5 separate regions of the Mus musculus genome follow, and all the other regions are linked to region 5. The links are chromatin contacts, called in public HiChIP or PLAC-seq maps. All regions are on one chromosome and are shown on one strand. The core of a region is the stretch at or near the end of the contact, and the rest is flanking DNA. Distances in the headings are between cores, read along the strand shown.

Region 1 (2,700 bases), core at 184-2,683, 400 kb before region 5:
TGGTAAGAAAAACCTAGAAGCCACACATCTTGGACACAATAATGTTGGAGGCTTGGTGATAGTACGTTCCGGGCATGCAACACACATAATCAGGCGTGGCATGTCAATAACAAGCAAGCCAATCATATTCCTTCATGCACACTTGCCACAGGCGCTGGCTTGCCAACGTTCACCAAATGTCTTAATAAATTAATACCATCATGACGGACGCTAGCTGTTTTCATTAAAAAAAAAATCTAGGGTGAAAGTTTTCTCTCTGGTTTTCAACAAATAAAATCATTAATGTTTTAATCCAAATTTAAAATGTTTTCTCTGTAGACAACATAGAACGTAATTTAACTAAAAACAAAAACAAAATAGTGTGTATTTCTGTATAAGTTTCTAACTTTGTTGGTAGCTGACCTAAATAACAAAGACCCATTCTTAAGATTATGCAAACCATTTCCCTTTTATTTACTGTGGCTGCATCAGCTCCCAGCAGCAGTACAGCCAGGTATTTGGTTAACATTAACTAGCCTTTGCTGTGAAACAAAGTTGACAATATGTAGTAGGCATGTGGTTGAGAGTTGTTATGTGACTTCCAGAGAACTCACTAGAAATGCAATACGCCTTACACCTTAACTTCGAAATTACGGTATCTCATTCTTTGAGACAAACTTTAAAGTGAGTCACCCAGTGGGTCACGGAGTTAGCTTCAGCTTTGCAATGTGGGTTTTGCCCTGTGAATAACAGCCCTGTAGTTTGCTATTGTTTGCTGGGCGAATTAAATCAGCAGCTGTTCTGAGTAGTTAAAAGACTTAGCTTACAGTTTAGCAAGCTTGTTTTCCAAGACAGGAATTGATTAGGCAAATGAATACATCCACCCCCCACACACCCCACCCCCCAATCCCAGAACTGTAACTAACTGACAAGCTTTGTCAAGTTTACCTTTCAACTCTCAGAATGGGCTCTGAGAGTTGGGCAACTTCCTGCGACCTCAGGAGGTCCCCACAAACCCAGGACTATTTCAAATGCTTACAATAGCCCAGGAGCTGAGCCGGACATTAACCCAACCATGTGAATGAAGGAGATTCCCTCAAAGTTTTACTTGTAAGGGACCTACAGCAGATAAAAAGGCCTCCCTTGCTACCAAAAGGAAATTGCCATACCTGTAGGACTTTGAGAAACGCAATCTTGTTCTAGTTCTTGGAGATGGTCCTGGCACTGCGACTCCCAGGGGATCCCAGACAAAAGCCATTTGTAAAGAGAGTGCTAAGAGATCCACAGGAACAGCAGAATGTCAGAGCAGATACTGGACCCTGGGGCGGGAAGGCCCTTCAGGCTGCAAGAGGCACTTGTGGCTGAATGAGGGCATTTCTTCAGTGTGGTGGTATGTGCTGACAGAGAGGTGGCAGGCTGGCTGAGGCAGGGCTGGAAAGGGTGGCCAGCACTTCCTGCTGCGTGACACTTGCCCTTTGCGACAGCGCTTGCTTCACCTAGACAGTCTCTTGTTAGTGTGAGAAACAACTCCCTTGAAACTGCTTTTAAATATAGCCCAGCTTAAACAGCAGGGCCACATGCCACTCCTGAAAAGCATAGCCCCCACCCCACCCCCCACAGACATGCAGATGCACAGACTGGGAGGTGTGGTTCAATGGGTCAACTTACTCTTAGTGTGAATGTTAAACAGTAGTGACCTGTAGTGAAAGGGAAAATTACACATGGACCCAGGACTGGGAAACTTGACAGGAGTATTAAATTTCAACTCTGGCTATCCAAATAATTTTTTCTTATTCTAAATTCTCTTAGATACATGTATGAATGTCGTTATTAGAAAACCTTGTAAAAAAAAAACTTAGTAATTGTTAAAAACAAAACAAAACAAACAAAAAAAACCCCTCTCCTCCCTGCCAGTCAGTGTGAGATGAAAACAGGCAGATCACTTTCAGAACTCCTGGCAACCTTTCCCTCAAAGGGATGTCACTGTGTCACCTTGCAGAGTGAGTTATAAGGAGTGACTTTGACAGCAGAGATCAATGTCTTGTCCCGTTCTTCGCTCTTGAACAGATCCCTTAAAACGTCCTTCTTTCAAGTCACATAAAGGCTGAGAGATCCACAGAGCTCAGTTGTGTGGTCTCAGAGTTCAGCGCGCGCGGCAGGGAGACATATATTTCAAGGTGTCCTCAAGGACTCAAGGCACCCTGGTGTCGTCATCACTTCTCAGGAGTCAGTGGTATTTAATGCTGACAACACAGCCTAATTCCATCACTCCCTGCCCAAGCACTGGCCTGCTTGTGACCTCCATTGTAAACCAAGGCAGGGCTCTACACATCCAGGATAAGATTAGAGAAGCTTGGAGAAACCCTAAAAAAGATGTTAACCCCCTCTGAACTGGACAAAATTGACTAATCGCCCTAAGGGACCATCTCCATGCCTACCAGGGTTAAAGACCCTTAACATTCTTTTTTTTTTTTTTTTCCTGGCTCCGATCCCAGCCTCACTAGGCTTAAGATTTATTTATTTTATGTATGTGAGTACAATGTCACTCTCTTCAGACACACCAGAAAGGGCATCAGATCTCATTCTAGATGGTTGTAAGCCACCACGTGTTTGCTGGGATTTGAACTCAGAACCTCTGGAAGAGCAGTCAGTGTTCAGTGCTCTTAACTGCTGAGCCATCTCTCCAGCCCCTCCCCCCCCATGCTCTCGTGATTTGGGGGG
Region 2 (2,700 bases), core at 151-2,650, 410 kb after region 5:
TGCCACTCAGCCTTGGGAAGCCTCTGAAGGCTGTTACAGACCTTCGCTGGGGCTGAACCATGACTTAGAGACAGGAAAGAATTTCAAGATTACTAGCGTACGAAACAGAGTATGCTGGAGATTTTATTAAAAATATTTTCATGTAGGCTTAGCGTCAGAGTTAAGGAGGGGGGAAAAAAGAAAGGGGGTCATTCTGGATGAAGATACCCCCAAGAACAAGTGAGCAATCTCTGATAGAGTTGCCTATCTGTGTGGATCTGGACATCTTAAAGAAGAGTCACAATTACTTATCTTAGCCCTAGCTGTATGTACCATGTTGGTAACTCTGCAAATGCCTTGGACAGAATTATAATCTGATAAAGTCAAAGAAGCCACTAGGATTGTACACTGGGCTTAATACAATGCCTTTTCCTGTAAATGGGGTTTCACGTGAAACTCCTAAGCAATTCCGGGTTTATTTCTGGGAAGGGCAAGAGGCCTTAGGCAGCTGTTGATTATGGGGGAATTTTTCCTTACCTGCTGGCAAGAAGCCTCAGTATTCACTGCCCCAAGGATCTTGCCCTCTTCCTAGGTTTCCAGCATCAAAGGTTTCTCTTTTCCCCATGTCCCAATTTTTTTCCTTACCTTTTATATAGCCTCACTATAAGCAGCATTAAAAATCCTTTCCATGTTTTTGATACGGCTAAATATACTGCCTGCTACCAGCTGAGGAGAGAGTATAGCACAGGCTTGGTGAATTAGAGCACTGTCTGAACAACCTGCCACCAGTTAGCACAGTGAAGGGCACATGACCCAGGAGCGATCAATCAGTTTCTTTGCTGAGGTTTATAAGTGGAGCTGCTAAAACAGTCAAAGCCTCTGTTCTTTTCTGAAGGCTACCTACCAACTGTAAGCAAAGGGGCTACTACTCACTTAAAGAGTCTGTTATTTGCAGGGCAACCAGCTATAAGCAAAGAGGTGACTACTACTCAGTAAAAGGGTCTGCTGTTTGGAGGGCTACCAACTGTAAGCAAATAATATGTAGACCTGGTTTCCAGTGGAAGTGCTTTTCCTAGCTTCATGGAAAAAAGATTACCCAACAGTAATGCTAATACAGAGGGCAGGTGGAGGGAGGGAGAAAGACTCAAGGGGCACAGGGGCCATTCTAAAGGAGATCTGATTTAAAAGAAGGCATGTAAGCCCCCAAAGACTTCAGCATAGGAACTAATGCTCACTCCAAGATGTGTGAGCACACAAAGTCATTTCTTGATGCAGCTGTCACTGTAGGACCTGCTACTCTCAGCATGATTTATTATATGTCAATATTGACCTGACATTTTTACAAATGAAACCATTCTTGCCCCTAGATTTTAATTTCAGGGTAGGGCAACCGCAATGCTTTGGTCGTGACTGAAGGAAGGGAAGTCCTATGATTCAGCCCTTTGCAGAGCGTCTGACTCATCTGGTGACTGGGGCTAGAGATGGCAGCATTCAACATTAGCCTTTTTCATCGCGGTTGGAAGTGCTGTTAAGGGGCATCTGATTCCTGATATGTGCACAATAAGAACACACAAAGCAAAGGAAAACAAACGGGGAAAACAGAAAATCCCATTAGGCTGACCATATGGGGAGCCTTGGAGCAAAGGTTAAGATTACTTGCAATGCGCAAGAACAGAAAAGGCAAGTAAATGGGAAAAAATTTTATACTTTCTTTCTACAAGTTGTATGGCTTCAAAGAAATCGATTCAATATATAGATCTACCCTTCAACATACCTCTCAACAAATTTTAATTACAAAAGTGAACTGAGGAGCCCTTAGAATTGCTTTTGCATTGGAGATTCTATTTGAAAGGGAAATAAGTGTGTTTCAGTCGTAAATATTGCTAGTCGGTTAAAATACGATGCCCCCCCCCCAAATAATTTTATTCCCAAGTTTTAAGGGATATTTCTGTTATTTAGTTCTTTCAATGTGCTCTTCTTACAGCTCAAAGCAGCAACATTAATGTACAGCTCAACGTAGCATCATTAAGAATTTGCTAGAATACCAAGAAGAACCTCCAACCTTTCTCCATGGTATGATAGCCAGTGGGAGCCTGGGCCTAGTGAGGTTTTCCTTGACTATCTTCCAAGCCTGAAGCCTAAGAGACACAAAAATTTATCAGATCTGATCTACTCATATTCCATATTTCTCTTTTTTAAAGGGGATGGCTTAGGTTTCTGTGACTTGCAACTAGCTGTGTTTTAATTAATAGACACATTTCGAGTGAACAAAGATCTTTAATGGATTAAGTAGATTTCACAACCATACATTTAATAATACAACAATAATATATATTTTCAGTATAATATAGATAACTATCACATTTAATGCCATGCCTAGGAGAAAGAGGTTTCTCAAGAAGATGACAAGGTAAATATTGTGTTAGTAGTGTCTTAGTTAGTTAGTTAGTTAGGGTTACTATTGCTGTGATGAAGCACTATAACCGAAAGCAGCTTGGGGAGGAAAGGGTTTATTCAGTTTACACTTCCACATCACACTTTATTGTCAAAGAAAGTCAAAACAGAAATTCAAGCAGGGCAGGAACCTGGAGACAGGAGCTAATGTGGGGGCCACAGAGGAGTACTGCTTGTTGCCTTGCTCCTTACGGCTTGTTCATGAGTTTCTTATAGAACCCATGACCATGAGTCCAGGGAAAGCACCACCCCCAATGAGCTGGGCCC
Region 3 (2,700 bases), core at 89-2,588, 460 kb before region 5:
TCATACATTTATGTGCTGAAGTAGACTAGTTCTCAAATGCCTATTTCACTTCAAAAGCACGTTTTAGAGTTTAAATGCTTTTATCCAACAAATTCATTTACTATGTAAGCCTTGCTATTGGTTCCAACAGCTATTCTTGATCTTACTTGACCAGAAATGTTAAAGACTAACAAAACGTTGACAGCGGCTAGCCGAAACTAGGGGTGTGGAGAAATAGATTATAGGTTCTGTTCTGTGGTCCCATTTATTTAAAAAGAGTTTATGGTTCTCCAAATTGGCCCAGTGCCAGAAAGGAAGAAAACAGTGCAATTTATAGTCTGACCAGAGCAGGAGGGTCAATGAGCTGAGTGACTCAGGAGGAACTAGCTAGCTCTCTAAGCGATGGAGCTATATCAAAGTCCACTCTTTATTTCTTACACATCTCTAGGGTCCACGGTTGAAGGACTGGATGCAAAATTTGCGGGGGTGGGGAGGAAGACTATTAAATAAGCAGAAAAGGGAAACATGTTTTCATATGCTTGAACTGTGGAGGACCGAAAAAGAAGGCTAAGTAACATGTTGCTGGCCACTTTTTGTTAATATCTCCAAGGAAAACCAGATATAACTGAAGTGTAGATAGTGAGGGAAAACAGACCATCACATCCAATAGCCAAAGCCACGGGGAAAGGTTAGCTGTAGACAGACCAGGGTTTTCCTGTAGCTGCGTGATTTTTCTAGCTCTGCAGCTTCAATTGTACCCAGTATGGTTGCTGTGATGAGACCAAGTCCAATGCCTGACAAGCCGGCTGAGCCAACTGAGCGGATGTTCAGTCTACTGTGGCTATCATCCTTATTTGGTCCTATTCAACTGCTCTAGTGGATTTAGGGACCACTGTCCCTAGCTGGCTGGTGATGCAGCCATAGATCAGGTCCCTTACATTTGGAGACAAAGTTGCAGCAGCAGCAGAAAAAAAAACAAAAAAACAAAAAAAACAAAAAAAAAAACAAAAACAGTCACAGCAGTAGAGGCTTATGACATGTAAGAATACCACTGGCTGCAAGATGACAGATTTTACAGTGAATTATTCTAAGTAAAATGGTATTATGTTAATTCCTTGACACAGAAGAATAAGTCCTGTGCCACATTGTAGTGGGGTGACATCATGGATACTTGAAATTATAATCTTCTGGATTCTACATATGCATGAATGTTTCTCATAAATTAATTACACAGAGCTGAATGACTCATCGGCGATATATTTTAAACTGGAGGAAAAATTAGGTACAATGGGGGCAGTCTTATCTAGGAGGTCTGAAAACAATCATGTACAGAAACTACATCTAATGAGACATTTAATGAGTCACATTGGTGTCATTTACAGTTTGGAAGGAATATTTTAAACTACAGAATGAAAAGAGGCTAGGAACACCAACTTTCAAATGCCAGCAAAGAGACGTTACTTATCTGTTTTCATACCCACTGATAACCAGGGGTGATGGGTTAATATTTAAACTAGGAGACTAGAATTAGGTATAAACAAAGGTTTCTAGTCTTGTGGGTTAAAAACACCAGGACTAGGATACAAGAGTGGAAGAAGAATGAGGAAAAAGGATGTGATTTTGAGGCCAGACTGGGCTATATAACAATTCAAGGACAGCCTAAATTACACAGTGAGATCTTATCTAAGAAAAGAAAAGTCAACAAAGCAACTTGACAACCAACCAAACTAAACCATCAGGAGTGTGTGTGAGCGCACACCACCCGTGTGTGTGTGTGTGTGTGTGTGTGTGTGTGTGTGTGTTCCACCTGTCTTCTAATTTCTTGTACTCTCTCAAGTGGAATAGAGACACAGGATGACTTTTACTCTGTGTGTGTGTGTCTGTCTGTCTGTCTGTCTGTTTGTCTGTGTGTATGTGTCTGTGTATGATGTGTGTGTGTATGTTCCACCTGTCTTCTAATTTCTTGTATTCTCTCAAGTGGAATAGAGACACACGATGACTTTTACTGTGTGTGTCTGTGTCTGTGTGTGTCTGTGTCTGTGTGTGTCTGTGTCTGTGTGTGTGTCTGTGTGTGTGTGTGTGTGTGTGTGTGTGTGTTGTGACTTCTAACGCAAGCACTCCCGTGTCAGCAGTGTGATTAAACAGAATAGGCTGCCAGGAGGGTAGAAGGCGGTTTCTGATCTAGATGGGGCCTCTCTGGAACGCTTCCTAATCTTTGGTCATCCTTTCCCAGCTCTTCCACTGACATCTTCCCCTTGTATTTTGGTACTTTTTTATTCTAAAGAACAGCTTAACCTCTGGGTTCCTTCTCACATTCACAGCCTCCCCCGGTAGCCTCGATGCTCCTAGGAGACCAATCACTATAAACTACTTAGAATTTATGTTTCCCCTGCTGTGCTAAGAAATTGTACCCACAAGTCCAGCAGTTCTCCCTAATCTTTATTCTTTCGGAACACTTCCTAGTTCATGCCAAACCAGACTGCACAGAGAGGCACTTACTTGGACACCAGAGGCATATCTCAGGCACTGCCTCAGTTATTAACATTTAACTGCTGTTCATCATAGATCCTTATCTTTTGTGGTCACATGAGGTCTCAGTCCTTCCCAGAATCCCTTATCCCTGAAGAGAGAGATTATTTTTTCGTTTACATTTGTTTATTTAGGGTGTGTGTGATTGTGAACGCTATAGTATGCATATGGAGGTCAGAGAACAAGTCTGTC
Region 4 (2,700 bases), core at 73-2,572, 270 kb before region 5:
CCCCCTCTGTATTTAGCAGAAAGTGTTGTTTTGTTTTCAATCCAGGTTCACAACACTAAATAATTATTGTGTTACTGTATTTGTTTACTAATCTAAGTTACTATTTCTCTAGCCTTCATTTAGAGTCCAGGCTACTAACGGCTTCAAGTATCAACACAAGTCACCTTACTCTGAGTTCTCCACTAGCTAAACAGAAGAGCCCTGGTGCTGCTGTGCATGGGTAAGCACTCAACTCTATATCCTTTCTCTCTCTCCCTCTCTCCCTCTCTTTCCCTCTCTCCCTCTCTCTCTCCCTCTCTCCCTCTCTCTTTTTTTCTGGACTCAGCTTTCATACACCAAACATCCCAAATCACTTAACTTCCAGGTTAATTCTGGAAGAGTTACCTGTCCCAGTGCCATCCCTAATACGTCATCCTTCCACCTGGACAGTTATACTTCTATAGTTTTACTTCACATATACTTTTACTTGTGTGTGACTATGGTGTTTGTATACCTATATACAAGTGTGCTTATAGGTGGGTGTGCGTGGAAAGACCATAAGTGTATACTTATATTGGATCCTGTGGCATTACCATTTCTTTGCTGCAGAAAAACTTGATGCACATGCCTTCCCCCAATTATATACAATGTAAGTGATTTTAAGGTCTTAGGTATTTGCTAGCCAGTCAAACTTTGTTGACTATTGATGAGTGCTAAGAAATGAAGGTGGTAGCTGTTGTGAATTGAGAAGATAAAAAGGTTTTAACATTAATTTATATTCCAGATAAGGAGCATCTTGAATGAAACAGAGTACTGAGTTAGGAACTAGCCTTCATTGAGATGAAAAGAAATGGAAACTCGGCTTCAGAAGATCCTGAGTACTGCATGATCTCCCAAATTCACAAACTTCAAGATGTAATATGTTGCAAATAGAAGTCAAATAAAATAAACATGATGATCAGTTCAGTTTTGTAAAGAAAACAAACAAACAAACAAATCAGAAACTGTGGCTCCTGAGTGTGGTTCCAGAATGCAGAAGGCTGAGAGAGAAGGTGAATCATTGCTATGTATCCAGGGCTAGCCTGTGCTACAGGGTAAGACATTGTCTCAAGAGGCAAAAGAATCAATCCATTGAATGGCTATCACATACGTGATAATAATAACTCCATTTGTTCATGAACTCAGATTATGAAGAAATGTGAGGAAATTAACCTTAAGGCATGTTTATTTGAGGGGCAGACTTCAAGCGAGCATTGTGACTCACGGTAAACACTTGTATGTAAGCCATGGCGTCAGAGTGCACTTTGTTCTCCCATAAACTCGAGACTTAGAGACTGTTGCTAGCCACACACAAACAGCTCCACCGCGAACTGCTTTACAGACATGATAACCCCATAGCTGGGAAGGGCGATCTCCCAGTGCCAGGTGACTTCTGGGTATGTGTCAGATGTTTAAGCTGAACATTAACTAAATTATTTGGGTCACCAGAGTAACCCTTAGTGTACTGAAGCTGTACTTTAAAGAAACCATATGCTTGTTAAGAGAGGCAGAAAAAGTTGAAAGCAATTCTTACTTTACACATGTTATCATGTGTTGGGGCTTTAGCTTCTTACATATCATATTTACCGTCCTCAGGATGATCTTGAAATACCTGTGGGTCCCACAGCCTTGGGCCAGGGAACTTCCTCATGGTACAGATGGGGGTTCTACTATTACAGGGGGTTGATTTTAGTCAGCTTGTGTAGGGATTCCCCCCCACGACCCCCAGGACAGAAACAGTTAGGGGTAGGACAACATTGACTTTCCAAGGTTCCTAGGAATGATCGTTTAAAGAAACTTTTTGGCCTTAAAACAGAACATCTGTCAGGAGCCTTTCCTCCGTCCCTGGCTGAAGAGCTGATAATTAAATCAGCCCTAAAAGTAAAATATATAAATTGGGTAATTGGCTTTAGAAATGTTAAGTCAGGGACTTGGCCAGAGGAACTCTTTCCTCCCCCCACCTCCCCACCAACCCTGCGTATCCACTTCAATGAGCTGGCATTTTGAATATTGATATATGCTTCCTTTTATAAAGAACAAGCTTAGAGTCACAAACATTTGTATTTCCCAGAAAGAAGCCACAGCTTGCATCGACTTGCTTACAAGGCTGATCAACTGAACACAACTTTAACATTTGTGGAAGGACAGTGCATTCAGGGCTGCATTTAAGGCCCTGTAATAGCAGCTCCTCGGCCACATCCTTCTTACCTAACACCTGCCGACCATTAGGTGAAAGCTTTGAATGTATTCATAGACGAGCTTCCATGAGACCAAATGCTAAGACGGTCATTAGATCTGTCACAGAGGTCTCCCTGACTGTGCTGTAAGCCACCACCTAACCTGATGTTTCCACCAATGTATTTAAAGTGTCCTGATTTAAGGCTTTCTTTGTTCCATTACTATAAAATCCTAATAAAATTGTTGCCACATTTTAACTCGGAACTTGGGCTAATTTGGGCTCCAGAACAACTGACTTCTCCCCACTTTGAAGAGAAAGCCGTTTCTCACAACACCACTTAAGTGCTGTCTAAAGAAGGAAACAGAACTCGCTGCATCACAAACTACAGTGAGACAATGAAGAGCTGATGGCCAATCTCAGTATTGAAACAGTTCTGCTAAAGCCCACACGTCTCTAGATGTTTCTCTGTAGGAACTCACAGTGCCTGTTATGCAGACAGGATA
Region 5 (2,700 bases), core at 128-2,627:
GAGTGAGGGCATTGAATCCACCATGGGATTCTCTGGTGTGGAAAAGACAGATCTAGACAGTGACCCTTCGCTAAGCAAAGCTGAACTAATCTTGCTTAAACCAACTGGAGCCTCCGGTGGTCAGGAGGCAGCTGTGTCTCTGGGCGGCGGAAGGGGGGTTGGGGTGGGGCAGGGCAGGGCAGGGCAGGGTGGGGCAGGAGGGGGTGTAGCAGCTCTCAATAGCTGTGGAGTGACCATGGGGCTTCTTCTCACAGTGAGGGTAATGGGGATCTTCGCCAACTGTTACTAGACGCCAGGAAATAAAATTTCCACAGCCCACAAACAATAAAAACCTCAACTAGTTTTAATGTGGTAGCAGCCAGAAACCAAGCTTCCTGTTGTTGTTCAAGGCCCCAAAGTTCACATTTACCCCCAGGTGAGTCCGTCCTGTCTCCACTGCTGCCCTCCTCCTTTTAGGCAGCGAAACAGATCAACAGGTAACTCTGGACTATGTGTCTATCTGGGAGAGTTATCAATTGCAGAGTTACTGAAAATGACTTTATGAGAGTCCGTATGCAAATACGTGTGTTCAGCCATAAGTGAACTTCAAGGAAGTACGGACAGATGATAAAACTGAACAGGAAGAATTCTCAGAATGTGTCAAAGGATTTGCTCTACCTCAGGGTAAAATCGAAAAGGGCATCTCATTCCTTTTTTTCTTTTTTTTCTTGGTTGTGTGAAGTAGGAGAACCTGAAATGCAGGTTTCGATATTAAAATTAGTTAAGGAAATTGGTGACTTCGGGAGACTCAACAGTGGAAAGGGAAAATGAAGAGGAAATAATTACAGTTGACGTTAATTGGATGACTCATGACAAATAGAGAGAGCCCTTGGAACACAGTGCGCAAACAGCCAGTGCGGGTTAACTGCCGCTCACTGGGTTTGGTTTTGCTAGGGGGAAAAAAAATCACAAGGCTTCAGCACAGAAGAGGAAAAACTTTTTTTTTTTTTCCGATTGTCCAGAGAGACCACACATGTATTTGGCAACGGTGCATCAATGTCCGGCAACTCTAGCTAAGATGGTGAATGATTGCAGAGCTCGGGGGAATTCTGGGATTTACTTGGGGTGACAGCAGATCCCGAAGCTCATCGTCCCTGTTCTTCGCCTGACATATTATCCTTGTACTCTTATCTTTTTGACCCTTGTAAGTACAGACCTCAACCCTCTTCAAAGAGTCATCACTTAAAGGTACAGTGGAGACAAATAAAATTGTTCAATAAATAGTATCCGAAAGTAAGGTCTACGAAGAAGAAAATTTAAGGATTCAAGACTGAAGACTCTTGAACCACACGGAGTCCTTGCCCTTTGCCTCACCCATCTGAGGAAAAGGGCGTCAGGAACACACAAAATGTTTCTGGTTAGAATCAAAGCTCCTATCATGGAGCAGAGGTGACAATACTAACTAAAGACTACCATCTAGTGGCCATTTCGAAGAACTACATGAATTAACAAAGAAGGCCAACAATTCATGAAAACCTGTATTAGTGTTCTCCACTTTGTATCAAGGGAAACAATCGCTTAGAGATACCTAAATATGTGGTAAGTGTTTTTTATTATTAGAATCTAGTTGAAAGCCCATACTAGGTCACAAGACGGCTCAGATGCAGGCCCACAGTGTTGTCTTCATCAATCTGTTTATAACACTAGTGTAGGAATCTACTTACAATACAATATTGTTGCAATCTAAAACACCCTGTATGGAAAGGACAGAAATACAATAAATATGAGTTGTATTGTTATATATGTATTCAGTAATGTAAATGGAGAATTATGACTCTCTCTATTCGGTTGTTGACTCCCCCCTGATTTTCCCTGGACTACCGATTCACAGACTCCCAGAAGCACCGACTCCAATAGCCCCAGAGTCTGAATGACTACCTGGATTCATGAACTCTGCCTGTTTGAGCTTCAACTATTAACTTAACCCTAAAGTGAAGTCTTAGGTTCTCCAGTTCTCCCCATTACCAGAGACAGCTGCTTCGTCTCCTGAAATGCCAGCCTCACCCATGAGACAGGATGGTGAAGGTTAGAGTGAGAAGATTTAGTCAGATTAGGTGCCTGGTCTCCAGGGTGCTTTCAATTCTGACAAAATAGATATTGTTGCCATCAGTGACCCCTTCATTGATCTCAGCTACGTGCTTCAGCATCCTACCCACAGCAAGTTCTATGACACAGTCAAAGCTGGGAACAGACAGCTTTAAAAAGGGGGGGACCTCTAATGACTTCTTTTGTGATTGGGTTACCTCACTAAGGATGATGGAGTATTACTCAGCTATTAAAAACAATGAATTTATGAAATTCTTGGACAAATGGATGTATCTGGAGGATATCATCCTGAATGAGGTAACCCAATCACAAAAGAAGTCATTAGATGGGTATCATCGGGAGCCATCTTGGATCCGGGACTCCGCCGAAAGTAGTCTGCACAGGTGAGAGTGTGCACTACAGAAGCTAACAGCTTCTGGGACAGGCAGGAGCCACAGAGCTTCTGAGGCAGTCCCCTTTTCGGCTCCAGACATCTGGCCACCTTCCCGGCCAGAGGACAGGTGTCTGCCTGGCCCGGGAGAACTTTGTCTCAGCATCGGCGGGAGCCATCTTGGATCCGGGACTCCACCAAAAGTAGTCTGCACAGGTGAGAGTGTGGACTACAGAAGCTAACAG

Evidence for each region. HiChIP or PLAC-seq counts read pairs in DNA pulled down with a chosen protein or histone mark.
Region 1: a contact with region 5 is called in an H3K27ac HiChIP or PLAC-seq map of embryonic stem cells, with 4 times the contacts expected there. The contact joins two enhancer-like sites. A contact is called at or near these places in 1 of 15 datasets of contacts at CTCF or cohesin (the NIH/3T3 cell line), 7 of 115 datasets of contacts at active chromatin or transcription factors (the NIH/3T3 cell line, acute myeloid leukemia, embryonic stem cells and 2 more) and 2 of 9 other capture datasets (embryonic stem cells and liver).
Region 2: a FOXA1 HiChIP or PLAC-seq map of pancreatic cancer cells shows a contact between it and region 5. The contact joins two enhancer-like sites.
Region 3: a FOXA1 HiChIP or PLAC-seq map of pancreatic cancer cells shows a contact between it and region 5. The contact joins two enhancer-like sites. A contact is called at or near these places in 9 of 115 datasets of contacts at active chromatin or transcription factors (T-cell acute lymphoblastic leukemia, acute myeloid leukemia, astrocytes and 5 more) and 1 of 9 other capture datasets (embryonic stem cells).
Region 4: an HNF4G HiChIP or PLAC-seq map of pancreatic cancer cells shows a contact between it and region 5. The contact joins two enhancer-like sites. A contact is called at or near these places in 4 of 15 datasets of contacts at CTCF or cohesin (the NIH/3T3 cell line, large pre-B cells and stem cell-derived epiblast-like cells), 43 of 484 Hi-C or Micro-C datasets (B cells, the C2C12 cell line, CD4 T cells and 28 more), 19 of 115 datasets of contacts at active chromatin or transcription factors (DN3 thymocytes, the HPC-7 cell line, T-cell acute lymphoblastic leukemia and 10 more) and 1 of 9 other capture datasets (embryonic stem cells).

The regions. Positions count from the first base shown.
Region 1 is chr13:109,631,359-109,634,058 of GRCm38.p6, reverse strand. The region is part of intron 3 of Pde4d (phosphodiesterase 4D, cAMP specific); the gene reads right to left. Among named protein-coding and RNA genes, the nearest start is that of Gm32703, 190 kb to the right of the region's middle. Within about 2 kb of position 1,433, at least 128 of the 459 cell types and tissues checked have an H3K27ac peak or open chromatin away from gene starts, as enhancers often do. A contact at or near this core is called in acute myeloid leukemia, embryonic stem cells and pancreatic cancer cells, where this site is marked.
Region 2 is chr13:108,818,756-108,821,455 of GRCm38.p6, reverse strand. The region is part of intron 1 of Pde4d (phosphodiesterase 4D, cAMP specific); the gene reads right to left. Among named protein-coding and RNA genes, the nearest start is that of Pde4d, 170 kb to the right of the region's middle. Within about 2 kb of position 1,400, at least 39 of the 459 cell types and tissues checked have an H3K27ac peak or open chromatin away from gene starts, as enhancers often do. A contact at or near this core is called in pancreatic cancer cells, where this site is marked.
Region 3 is chr13:109,692,924-109,695,623 of GRCm38.p6, reverse strand. The region is part of intron 3 of Pde4d (phosphodiesterase 4D, cAMP specific); the gene reads right to left. Among named protein-coding and RNA genes, the nearest start is that of Mir1904, 210 kb to the left of the region's middle. Within about 2 kb of position 1,338, at least 36 of the 459 cell types and tissues checked have an H3K27ac peak or open chromatin away from gene starts, as enhancers often do. A contact at or near this core is called in pancreatic cancer cells, where this site is marked.
Region 4 is chr13:109,501,628-109,504,327 of GRCm38.p6, reverse strand. All of the region lies in intron 3 of Pde4d (phosphodiesterase 4D, cAMP specific), which reads right to left. Among named protein-coding and RNA genes, the nearest start is that of Gm32703, 62 kb to the right of the region's middle. Within about 2 kb of position 1,322, at least 32 of the 459 cell types and tissues checked have an H3K27ac peak or open chromatin away from gene starts, as enhancers often do. A contact at or near this core is called in the N1E-115 cell line, pancreatic cancer cells and uterus, where this site is marked.
Region 5 is chr13:109,228,113-109,230,812 of GRCm38.p6, reverse strand. The region is part of intron 3 of Pde4d (phosphodiesterase 4D, cAMP specific); the gene reads right to left. Among named protein-coding and RNA genes, the nearest start is that of Mir582, 95 kb to the left of the region's middle. Within about 2 kb of position 1,377, at least 151 of the 459 cell types and tissues checked have an H3K27ac peak or open chromatin away from gene starts, as enhancers often do. A contact at or near this core is called in the N1E-115 cell line, acute myeloid leukemia, embryonic stem cells and 2 more, where this site is marked.